Linked DNA regions of Sus scrofa: regions 2 and 3 are each linked to region 1. The links are chromatin contacts, called in public Hi-C maps. All regions are on one chromosome and are shown on one strand. The core of a region is the stretch at or near the end of the contact, and the rest is flanking DNA. Distances in the headings are between cores, read along the strand shown. Region 1 holds the start of RFX5 (DNA-binding protein RFX5). Region 2 holds the start of PIP5K1A (phosphatidylinositol-4-phosphate 5-kinase type 1 alpha). Region 3 has its middle 13 kb from the start of POGZ.

Evidence for each region. A called contact is a pair of places that touch in the nucleus more often than the background predicts.
Region 2: a contact with region 1 is called in a Hi-C map of skeletal muscle, with 2.9 times the contacts expected there. A contact is called at or near these places in 3 of 47 Hi-C or Micro-C datasets (heart right ventricle, liver and skeletal muscle) and 1 of 2 datasets of targeted methods (alveolar macrophages).
Region 3: a Hi-C map of liver shows a contact between it and region 1, with 11 times the contacts expected there. A contact is called at or near these places in 2 of 5 promoter capture datasets (fetal liver and liver) and 3 of 47 Hi-C or Micro-C datasets (epiblast stem cells, liver and skeletal muscle).

The regions. Positions count from the first base shown.
Region 1 is chr4:97,900,437-97,904,125 of Sscrofa11.1, forward strand. It overlaps RFX5 (DNA-binding protein RFX5), which reads left to right and starts at 2,034. Exons shown (of 10, transcript XM_005663455.2): 1 at 2,034-2,128; 2 at 2,944-3,072; 3 at 3,322-3,355. The coding sequence starts at 2,957.
Region 2 is chr4:98,054,830-98,058,518 of Sscrofa11.1, forward strand. It overlaps PIP5K1A (phosphatidylinositol-4-phosphate 5-kinase type 1 alpha), which reads right to left and starts at 1,651. Exons shown (of 15, transcript NM_001244451.1): 1 at 1,430-1,651. The coding sequence starts at 1,511.
Region 3 is chr4:97,761,334-97,765,022 of Sscrofa11.1, forward strand. No RefSeq gene overlaps it. Among named protein-coding and RNA genes, the nearest start is that of POGZ, 13 kb to the right of the region's middle.

The sequences.
Region 1 (3,689 bases), core at 784-3,283:
TACCCATATTTGTATATGAGCATCTTCAAATCTGTATATAGGCAGTCTAGGGCAGCGTTTGAGAGAATGGGCTCTGAAGGCAGACTGCCTGGCTTTGGATCCTGATTCCAGCACTTAGTATAATGTAACTCTGGACAAGTAAATCCCTTCACTTCTCCAAATCTGTTTCCTTGTCTATCAAATGGAGGCAATACTAGTTCTTGCTGCAAAATGAGGTCTTTTTTTTTTTTTTTTTTTTTGTCTTTTTGCCATTTTCTTGGGCCTCTCCTGCAGCATATGGAGGTTCCCAGGCTAGGGGTCCAATCGGAGCTGTAGCTGCCGGCCTACGCCAGAGCCATAGCAATGCGGGATCCAGCCGCGTCTGCAACCTACACCACAGCTCACGGCAACACCGGATCCTTAACCCACTGAGCAAGGCTAGGGATTGAACCTGCAACCTCATGGTTCCTAGTCAGATTTGTTAACCACTGAGCCACGACGGGAACTCCAAAATGAGGTCTTTATATTTTTAATTTTTATTTTTTTGCTTTTTAGGACTGCCCCTGAGACATATGGAAGTTCCCATGGCTAGGGGGTGAATTGGAGCTACAGCTACTAGCCTACCCCACAGCTTACTGCCATGCCAGATCCTTAACCCACTGAGTGAGGCCAGGGATCAAACCCACATCCTCATAGATACTATTCTGATTCCTTTCTGCTGTGCCACAATGGGAGCTCCCCAAATGAGGTCTTTAATATTTGGTATGGTGTCTGGCACACAGTATCCACCAAATACATTTTAGCTGTTACTAGAAAACCTTCTTTCCAGTATATCCTCATTCCCGCAACTCTGCAATCATTCCCCCAACTCTGCAATCAATCCCCTGGGTTCCCTCCAGGAAGCTGGTAGTAGGGAAATGGAGGCTCCAATGGGCCATGGTAATGAGATCAGGCAACATTGCCAGCCTCTTTACAAAAGCACAGTGATGATGAGACTGGAGAATGTATAAGTCAGGATCACAAATATGGCTTTGTGTGTAACATAGCTGCTGTGCAAAAAAAAAAAAAAAAAAAAAAAAAAAATACTGTCCATTCACAGCGTGGCTAACCTGGAGTCCCCGTGACTTCTGACCTTAGATGCACCACTCGGTCTGTACCTGCATTTTTCATGCCAGAGAGTCCCTTGAATTTATTTGACTCTTGGCCTTAAAAAGCCTTAACTAAGAGGGTTAAGAACTCATGACCTTTCAGTAACAATGTTCTCTGAAGAGAAAAAGGTCAGTTCCTGTGGGCATCCAGCACCCTCTGGGGGAGTCAGTCAAAATTCCAGTGTTCACTGAGTGCAGAACTGTGGGGATGCAAAGGCATTAACAACTCTTTGGAAGAAAATAAAGTACACACGGGAAACTTATGAACACTAAAGGCACTTTAGTTTAATGTGGTACAGCTGCTGAGGTTTGGAGGCCTCCATCAATGAGTAATGTGAGCCTGTGTTTGCAGGTTTGTTGTGTCTATTTGGTTGTGTTGGGTGGTGGGGGCAATGGTTCAACTTGTTTTTCATCAGAAGTGGGTAATGTGAGCTCATATCGAACTTCCATCACTACTTCCTATAATTTTCTAGTGATTTTATCATCCATTGAGTCTTTTCTTCCAGTAGCTGCGATCACCGAAAGCAAAACTGAAAGACGGCACGAGAAAAGAAAGCTCCAAAAGAAGCCGAGCGCCCAGTCTTTCGTCCTGCGGTCCCTTTAAGAGAAGAACCTCTTGGGACCGGCAGTCCCAACCGACCCCAGTTTTAACCGAAACCTAACCCGGACTTCCCCCTCTTGACTCAAATAAGACCAACTTTGGATTTTCCCTCCCCTATTGACCAATCGGATTCTGTTACCAGGCAGACTTTAGCTGCCGCCGGTACGAGACCGGCGCCTACTGTCTCCGGGTGGCAGCAACGACCAATGATAGAGCGGGCAGTACGAGTATCTAGGCAGATCGGGGCTGTTCCAGCCATTCAGAAAAAAGAAAATAAAGCAACGCACGAGCCCGCTGGGCCAGGACCGTGGGGCTGGGCTGAAGTGAAGGTGGCTACGAGGTAGTTTCTCTTTCTCCCTTACCTTTAATGTTGCTTGTGTTGGAAGGCGACTGTTGAAAGGTAGGGAGGGGGCAATATGAGTTGGGAGGAGCGCAGAAAAATATTTTGGCTGTATTTTCAACGGCTTCTTCACCCATGTGCACGTGCCCCGAGTCTGGGACCCCATTCTCCCTACCGGGTTCATACGCCCAGCCCAGGAGTTCCGCAGCCCTGAACTCCCCCTCCCCCCCACTTTGCTGCAACGAGGGATTGAATAGAGGGGGAAGGGAGGGAAGTGGGGGCGCGCATCAGGATGGGATGTTGAGGGAGGTGACGTAGGGGCCTGCGACGTGGGGAGGGGGAGCTGCGGGGGAAGCCGTGGCGAGATTAAATAATGAGAACTTGGGCCCAGTTTTTTCCAAGCCTGGAAGGCAGAATATGTTCGTATCCTTTCTAACCTCCCAGGCCGATTCAGTGATGCGGACTATATTAGAGAATTAAAGAACTTTGTCTTGTGGTGGTTGTTTTTGAGGGGAAGGAAGGATGGCAGTAGCGGGGTCAGAAGCAGAAAGGAAAATTTCTAACGTGATTCCCAAACCCCCATCTCTTCCTTTACGGTTTTCCACTTTTAGCAGACTGCAGAAAGGTGGGGCAGATAGAATGGAGATGGCAAAGATCTCTTGGGGTATAGATGGGCCTGGAGAAGTACTGGAAGAATTTATAACGTTTGGAAAAGATAAGTGGTGGGGAAGAAAAAAAGACCACTGGAGCAATTCTGAGGCTTTTTTTTTTTCTGCTTGTCTCTCTTTCTGGGTAGAGAGGAGAGGAGTGGTCCTGGGGCCTCCATGAGGGGAAAGGAAGTTAAATCTTCATGTCCTGTCTTCTCTCACCTCTAGCCCTCATGCCAGGATGGCAGAAGATGAACCTGATGCTAAAAGCCCAAAGACAGGGGGAAGGGCCCCCTCAGGTAGTGCCGAGGCAGGGGAACCCACCACCCTTCTTCAGAGGCTCCGAGGTACCATTTCGTAAGTACTCATCACCATCTCCAAACCTCATTCCAGACCTGGGTATCCACCCCTGTAAGCACTTACTGTCTCTCTCGACAATCTGCCATTCCCCAAGCAAGTGTATCCCATCAGGGGAGCGTCTTCATCATCATAGCAGTTCTTGAGCACCTGCTGGTTTTTTCAGCCCTCTTCCTCTCCCTGGCAGAAAGACCCAGGGATGGGGAAAATTTTTGTGTATGACCTCCAGCTTTCTCTTCTTCTCCACAGCAAGGCCGTGCAGAACAAAGTAGAGGGAATCCTGGTGAGTATTTGGGGGAAGAGGGCAATAGAGAGATGCAGTTGGTGGAGAATGATAGTGAGGCTATCGGTAGGAAAGTTCTCTGTGAGAGAGGTATGTTGTCTGCCCTGTCAGAAGTAACTGGCTTTGCAAGTTGCCATCACTTTCCCCTTGAGCGTCTGTGTGACCTCTTGTGTAAAAGCCGCATAGAAATAAAATCAGAGCTGACCCCCTCCACTCCCCCTCTCATCCTAGTGGCCCATAAGGGCTCCTCAGGGCATAGTGAGCACCCAGCCTCAAATCATTTCTGAGGTCTTTTTCCCATGTGACAGTTACTAAGTCAGCTAGAGTTTTGGGT
Region 2 (3,689 bases), core at 401-2,900, 150 kb after region 1:
TTTATCCTTCTCCACAGAATGCAACATGAGTTGTTCCCGCCCTCTAATCCTTTACAGGAAAGGCAAAAATTACCTCCCAAGAAACTAAAAATAGATGTACATAAATAAAACTGCAGTTTATGAAAAAGATATTTGTGACCAAGTATTCGCTCATCTGAGCTGGACTATGAAAGATGGAACCCTCTATTTAATCAATTTGAAATGGGAAGGATACAATTCCAGGCCTAAGGAACTGTCAATGTCTAAAGAAAAACATCCATCAACTGGCAGCCTCTCCTGTTCAGTGTGGAGGCAACAGTCACTATGGAAGGCCAGACATTTCTGATGGAAGCTCTAGAACAGTTTCTGATTCAAACTACCCCCACAACACACACACACATCCCAACACCACACATTTTCCCTCCTACACACAATCTGTTGCTTTTCTAGTGGGTTCTTCTGCCCTCCTTCAATCTTCAACAGTTTCTAACTACTTTGAGCTATATGCCCTTAGCTCCCTTCTCCAATTGCCAATTTCCTGCCTAAGCATTCTTCCAATCCATTTCCTATTATGCAATATTCTCCAACAACACTTAAGAGCCACCCCCAACCCCATCCTTCTCAGGCCTAATTGCCAACATCACCTCCCTCAACATCTACCATAACTCAAGACTTCGGCATTCTGCCTTCTCCATCTGTTTTCAAGGTCTTTTAGCCCTAATTTTCCACATTCCTCAGGCTCTTTTCAAAACTTCCCATTCCTTCCCAAGTTGGGCAGTCTAGAGATGTAAGTCTTCAAAGGAGGATGTTTGATAAAATGTGTACGTGTGTCTGCGAGATGGCGCGTGTTTGTATGTGTGGCGGGGGGCCGGGCAGGGCACGCAGTGAGAAGTAATGACGCATTAGGGGGGGTCTGTGAAAAAGACGGCTTCAATACTCCCACCCGCAACAAAACCCACAGTATTCCGTAACTCCCCAGCAATCGGAAAGCGTCCCACAACTCACCATACCTTTTAAGTCCCATGGTTTCTCTGCCACATTTTAATCCAATTAACACCACAATCAATTTGGATTCTACCAACCTCTCACACTACGTAATTCCTCGTTACTTGTGAAGCCTCCATTTACTTTTTTCTACTCCCTTCGGTTCCTTCCTACTCCCACCGTCAATCTCCATCCCTTCCTGACCCTACTCCTTACAAGTCTTCAACTCGGTCTCCTCGAAGACAACCAACATCTTTGACAGCTTCTTTTTTCTCAATTAAATCCACCCTTTCCTTAGATTCCCCCAGTCCGCTCAGAAAACCCTGCTGTATGAAAGCCTAGCCCTCTGTCCTCCTTACCGGCAACGCCTCGGACACCCCCAGCTAAAGGTGCCGTTCCAGGGTCTCGCTCTTCCTCCTACTGCACAGCCATCATCAACCCTCAGCCCACGCCCCACCGTGATTACCTGAGGACGAGGTGCAGGGAGGGACCCCGGAATCCACGGGTGAAGACCCGACCGCCGACGACCCAGACGAGGCAGACGCCATCTTGGCAGCCCCCGCCCCCTCAGCGGCCTCCCTCCCTTTCAATCGGGATCTTCCTTTTCTCGGAGTCGAATCTTCCCCACGTCTCTTCACAGAACCCGCGTTCCGCGGGCCACCTCCCCGCCCCCTCTGGGGCCTCTCTCAGACACGTCGGGCCGGCTCCCGGACCAACTCAGGGCCACACCATTCGGTTGGCATGGGGGAGAACTCCCGTCTCGAAGCCTCTCCGCAGATTTAACCGCTTTCCGCCGGAGCTACTTTCCCCTTTCACAATAGATTAATCTCAAACCCGCTACCGGAACCCCACATCTGGACCAAACCACACCTAAAATAACAAGGAGGGGGTGTCTGTGAGAAGTCCCGGCAGAGCGAACGCCCCCTCCCCCCTCCTCCTTGGCCACGGCCTGTTTATCGCCCAACCCCAAGGCTCGACTCCGGGTGGCCCGTGAAATCCGGGCACTGCGCACGCGCCCAACCTTTGGTGCCCAGCCCAGCCTGGGAAGCCAAACCAATCAGGAGGCTGCTACAGATCACATGAGGCGGGTGGGGCGCGCCCTAACGAATCCAAGGGTCGAAGACAGCGCGTCCCTTTCAGCAGACCTTCCCTACGGTGCCTCGGTGAGGCCACCTAGGCGCGCCTCTTTGAAGGGACTGGGTGGCGAGGTCTGAGCTCTGCAAGAGTCCGCGGGGCAGGCCCTCTCCGTTTCACAGACCAGGAAAAACTCCCGATAGAAGCGCTGCTGTCCAGAGACATTCAACATTCTAATGATAATATCATAAAACATCACATGCCACCAAGTATTCTTCCGGCTTTACTGCTTTATTATTTAAAGTGCATGTCTGTCTTGCCTTCCTCTCAATGATGTTCACAACGTACACTTTGCCTCAAGCCTAATACTGAGCACGATGATGGAATTCAGTAAATATTTGAAAAGTGAACAACTGAAGACCTGTCAAAAAGGGTCACAAAAGGCGATCGGAAACATCACGGTCTTCCTGCGATCCAAGCCTTAACCTCTCTTAGTTACCGATGTTCGAAAGAGCATAGAGGCGCACAGAGAAATTCCCCACTCTATTCTAATCTTTGTACTAACCTGAAAAGTTTAATAAAAAAAAAAATATATATATATATATACCCTGGAAATTATGAACTCTTGTGGCGATCTGAAGACCTGACTCTGAATAAATAGGCTGTAAGCTGGTAGAGAGCAACAACTATTTCACTCTATCTCCAGCTCCTCCCATGATGTAATTCTGTACATAGTAAGAACTCAATAGTTATTTGTGGAATGAATAAATGAAGAGGATTAGGGAGGGGGGAATCCTATGTATTGTAACACCCAAGATGACCTAGTTGTCTTCTATCCACATGTCTTCTGGGTCATTGAAAGGGAAACTAAGGAGTTCCCATTGTGGCCCAACGGAAACGAATCTGACTAGTAGCCATGAGGACACAGGTTCAATTCCTGGCCTCGCTCAGTGGGTTAAGGATCTGGCGTTGCCATGAGCTATGGTGTAGGTCGCAGACATGGCTGGGATCTGGCTTGGCTATGGCTGTGGTGTAGGCTAGCAACTACAGCTCCGATTCGACCCCTAGCCTGGGAACCTCCATATGCCCCAGGCGTGGCCCTAAAAAGACAAAAAAAAAAAGGAAACTAGGACCAAAAGCCCAGAAAATAACCCATGCATTTACCTCTGCCTTCTCCCTCCCTCGATCAAGATCTTGGAGTTCCCATTGTAGCAGAGCGGAAACAAATTCGACCAGTGTCCATGAGGATATAGGTTCCATCCCTGGCCTCAAGGTGAAGTGAGCTGCAGTATAGGATCTGGAGTTGCTGTGGCTGTGGTATAGGCTGGCAGCCTTAGCTCAGATTTGACCCCTAGCCTGGGAAGTCCCATACGCCGCAAGTACGGCACTAAAAAGCAAAAGAAAAAGGATTGTTTTTTAAATAATTTTTAAATAAATATATTTTTAAACAATTCTAAAATAATTGTTTCCCTACTGCCACCTGCTGGGTTATCTGTCTTCATTTGGGTGCTGAAGGTAGACAAACTTCAAATGGTTGAATTGCCATTTGTAACTCCATGATAATGGAATGTATAGCATTGAAGTATTTTGTTTCTGAATTTAAAGCTGGAAATAGACCAGTAAAACCCTTATTCGCCAAAGCAATAGGAGTT
Region 3 (3,689 bases), core at 623-3,122, 140 kb before region 1:
CAGTCAATCTCTTCAACAAGTTGCCACCGCTTAGCCGTCTGACAGCATTAAAATAAATAAACTAGATCTCCAGGTTATGCTCTAACCTTCTCCAAACATGCTAAACACTGAAATGGCTAAGGGCAGAAACACAAAAGCAAATTCAGTCTTAAGTCCTCCATCAAATCAGGTGACTTGCAGAGCTCCCAGCCCACACTCTGCTAATGAATGATGTAATGGAAGCTGGGGCCCACTAATTGCTTTTGACATGAATAACTTGAATAAAGTGCAGAAACTTTTTTTCTCCCTGATTTGTGTCAAGTGAGCTTAGCTTTTCCATATTTAAGCAAACTTTTCAAGTTCCATACTGACAAGAGGTTAGGGCCTAATAGTGAAGTAGGCACACTTGTTTTCCCCCTGAAAACTTTAAGTGGCCCACATTCCAAGGTCAAGAGAACCTGTATCTGATAAAAGGACTGTAGTATAGACACCTCCACACTAAGCTTCATTGATGAAGTCATTGGGCTAAAGGGTCCCATCCTGGTATATTCCCTGTATGTATAGTGAGGAACAAAGTATGTTCATTCAATCAACCACCATTTATTGTCTGCAATGGGCAAAGCACTTCTAGGATATCAAGATAAATAATACTAATAGCTATCATTTAATGAGTCCCTATTATATCCTAGATCCTTTATTTTTTTATTTTTTGTCTTTTTGCCATCTCTTGGGCTGCTCTCGTGGCATATGGAGATTCCCAGGCTAGGGGTCGTACTGGAGCTGTGGCCACCGGCCTATGCCAGAGCCACAGCAACAAGGGATCCGAGGCACGTCTGCAACCTACACCACAGATCACAGCAACGCCAGATCCTTAACCCACTGAGCAAGGCCAGGGATCGAACCCGCAACCTCATGGTTCCTAGTTGGATTTGTTAACCACTGAGCCACGACGGGAACTCCAATATCCTAGATCCTTTAAAATACACAACACTGCAAGAAGATTTACTCCATTTCGCCGAAGAATAAAATAGGGTCTCTACATTTGAGGAGTTTATTTTACACGATGATTTCTGGTATATAACTTGGTATAGACTATTTGTATACATAATTGCTGTTTCTGATTAAATAAACAGGTATGGCAGATTGTTTAATCTGCAATACTCAGCAATATTCTGCACTAAGCACTCCTCACAATTTCAGACAGTACCAACCAGGAAAGAGAAAGACAGGCTGTTTTCTATCCACACTAAGAACAGCATGGTAAAAGATAAAGTCCACATAGCAATAAAGCAAAATTTCCTAAATATGAATGAGAAAGTAGGTAAATTACCTTAAGGTTTTTAAAAAAATAATCCAAATTAAACCTGGGTTCAGCCAGGTTTAATCGTAACAACTTTTAGAAGGGACATTTATTAGAATGAAGTAAAATAAAACCTCAAAGTCATAACCCATGGAAATGTTCCTTACTTACCAGGGTGATGTTTTGAGGAGTCAGCCTCCATTGACAAAATTACCATTACACCAAAATCTTAATGCTAAGCATCTGTGAGGGCAAGAGCACAGAGCCTTGGAGCCTGAGCTTGGAGGCCTTTCAAAATGTAATTTACATCTAAATTAACTCGAGAGAGAAAAAGAAAGTAAGAAAAACTCTATTTTTTAAAAATCGCATTTTAATTTTTCCTCCAGGTCACCTCTTCTTCTGCATTTTGAATATGGCTCCCTTCTCGCAGCCTGAGGCCAAGAGATCATCATGACAAAAAGAAGTGATGAATAAAAAAAGATGGTTGACAACACAAGCCGATTCTAGGATTCCGGAGACCGACACCCCCCATCCTTAACACCCCGTCCGCCAGCGCCCCCTCCCGGGAGGCTTGTGCACAGCAGAGGAGCACTGGCCGACGCTGCCCTTTGCACGACTTCAGGGTTTTCTTCTCCCTGGGCCCCGCCTCGCGTCCCTCCGCCCCGCCCCGCCGCTGGCGCCTCCGCACTCGCTGGCAGCCCAGCCCCCGGCGTTCGCCGTTCCCGAGGCGCGGGCGGGTGCTGCCCACCCTCCCGCACGTCTGAAGCCCTCTTTTCCCCTGAAAAGTTTCTAGACGGTAGGGACTATTTTCTTCTAATGTAACCTTCCACCAAACTGGAGGGAAAAGTTACCCGACGCTGCAGAAGCGGCAGGTCGCTGAGGGGAGTCTGGCTTTTTAAGGCGAGCTCTGTCTTCCATGAAAATGAAATATTTGGCCTACAAACCAAGAGTGTTGCTTGTTGGGTTAATTGTAAAAGGTGCACGATGATGCTGAATATTTAAGATGGAGATTTTTTTTTAATTAATATAGATCCCACCAGACCAAATGGTTCTTGTCTTCAGACCTTGCAGTTCGTTCTGTGGATTGTCATTTTATTTGCCTCCTTCCTTCCCCTGGCTCCCAAATCCTTATGTTCAGCTATAGGAAAAACAAGTTCCCCTGGGAATGACTTCTTAAATCCTAGAGACAAAAGTCAAACCGAGAAACTGCTCCTCAGGGCAGTTGGCTGAATTCTATACATATTCTGAATGGGTAAAACTAACTGATTTTGCCCCTCACAATTTGAAAAATATAGGCCCCATGAGTTTCCTAACTAGTAAACCTAAAAAGGAAAAAAAAAAAAAAAAAAAAAGGCAATTCTGCCAGGCTCCTCTATTACCCTGGGACCCCAGGGGCATGGACATATTCCATATGTGTCTGGAAGCACTGACTGCAGTGCCGTCCTGGGAGCTTGGGGTGCTGGAAGTTAAGTACTCCTGTGGACCTATTTTACTTTATTTTTTTCTTTTTTTTTCTTTTCTTTTCTTTTTTTTTTTTTTTTAGGGCTGAACACACCTACGGCATATGGAGGTTCCCAGGCTAGAGGTCGAATCCGAGCTAGAGCTGCCCGCCTACACCGCAGTCACAGCAATGTCAGATCTGAGCCATGTCTGCAAACTACACCACAGCTCACGGCAATGCTGGATCCTCAACCCACTGAGTGAGGCCAGGGATTGAACCTGTAACCTCACGGTTACTAGTCGGGTTCATTAACCACCGAGACACAACAGGAACTCCAATTTATGTTTACTTTAAAATAAATATTTATTTTCTCTTTTCCTTTATTGCCTATTAAAATTTTTTTATTGTTCTATAAAGGTATTATGAAAGCCTGAAGTGCTTGAATTTGACTTTGTCCCTTCTCAGTAGAGGCAACGCTCTTTTGTGCTAATCAAGACTGTGATCTGTGGCTGAATTTTATAGCTCTGCCCCCATTACACACACTCACTTCATTTTTGCCATTTTCATTAGTTCAACATTTGGATCAGAAGGCCCACATAGGCATGTGGGTGAGGGTGCTGATGGTCGGGGAACACCTCTCATCCTCAACAGGTGGCCACTGGCCAGTAATAAAAACAACAATCACTGCAGTGACTCCGGTTGCTGCTGTGGCACAGGTTCAGTCCCTGGCCTGGGAAATTCTATATGCCCCAAGTGCAGCCAAAAACTTTTTTTTTAATAAATGTAATAAAATAATAATTATCATTATTCTCACTTTCATTTATCAACACTTTTCTATGCTAATAAAATTCTGTTCATTAGGTCAGTGAATTCTAACAGTCATATCTCACAGCTGAAGAAACTGAGCTTAGAGGAGGTTCGGTGATGTGCTAGTTCGCGCTCGGCAGGACTCTTCACCTGCTGCCAGTC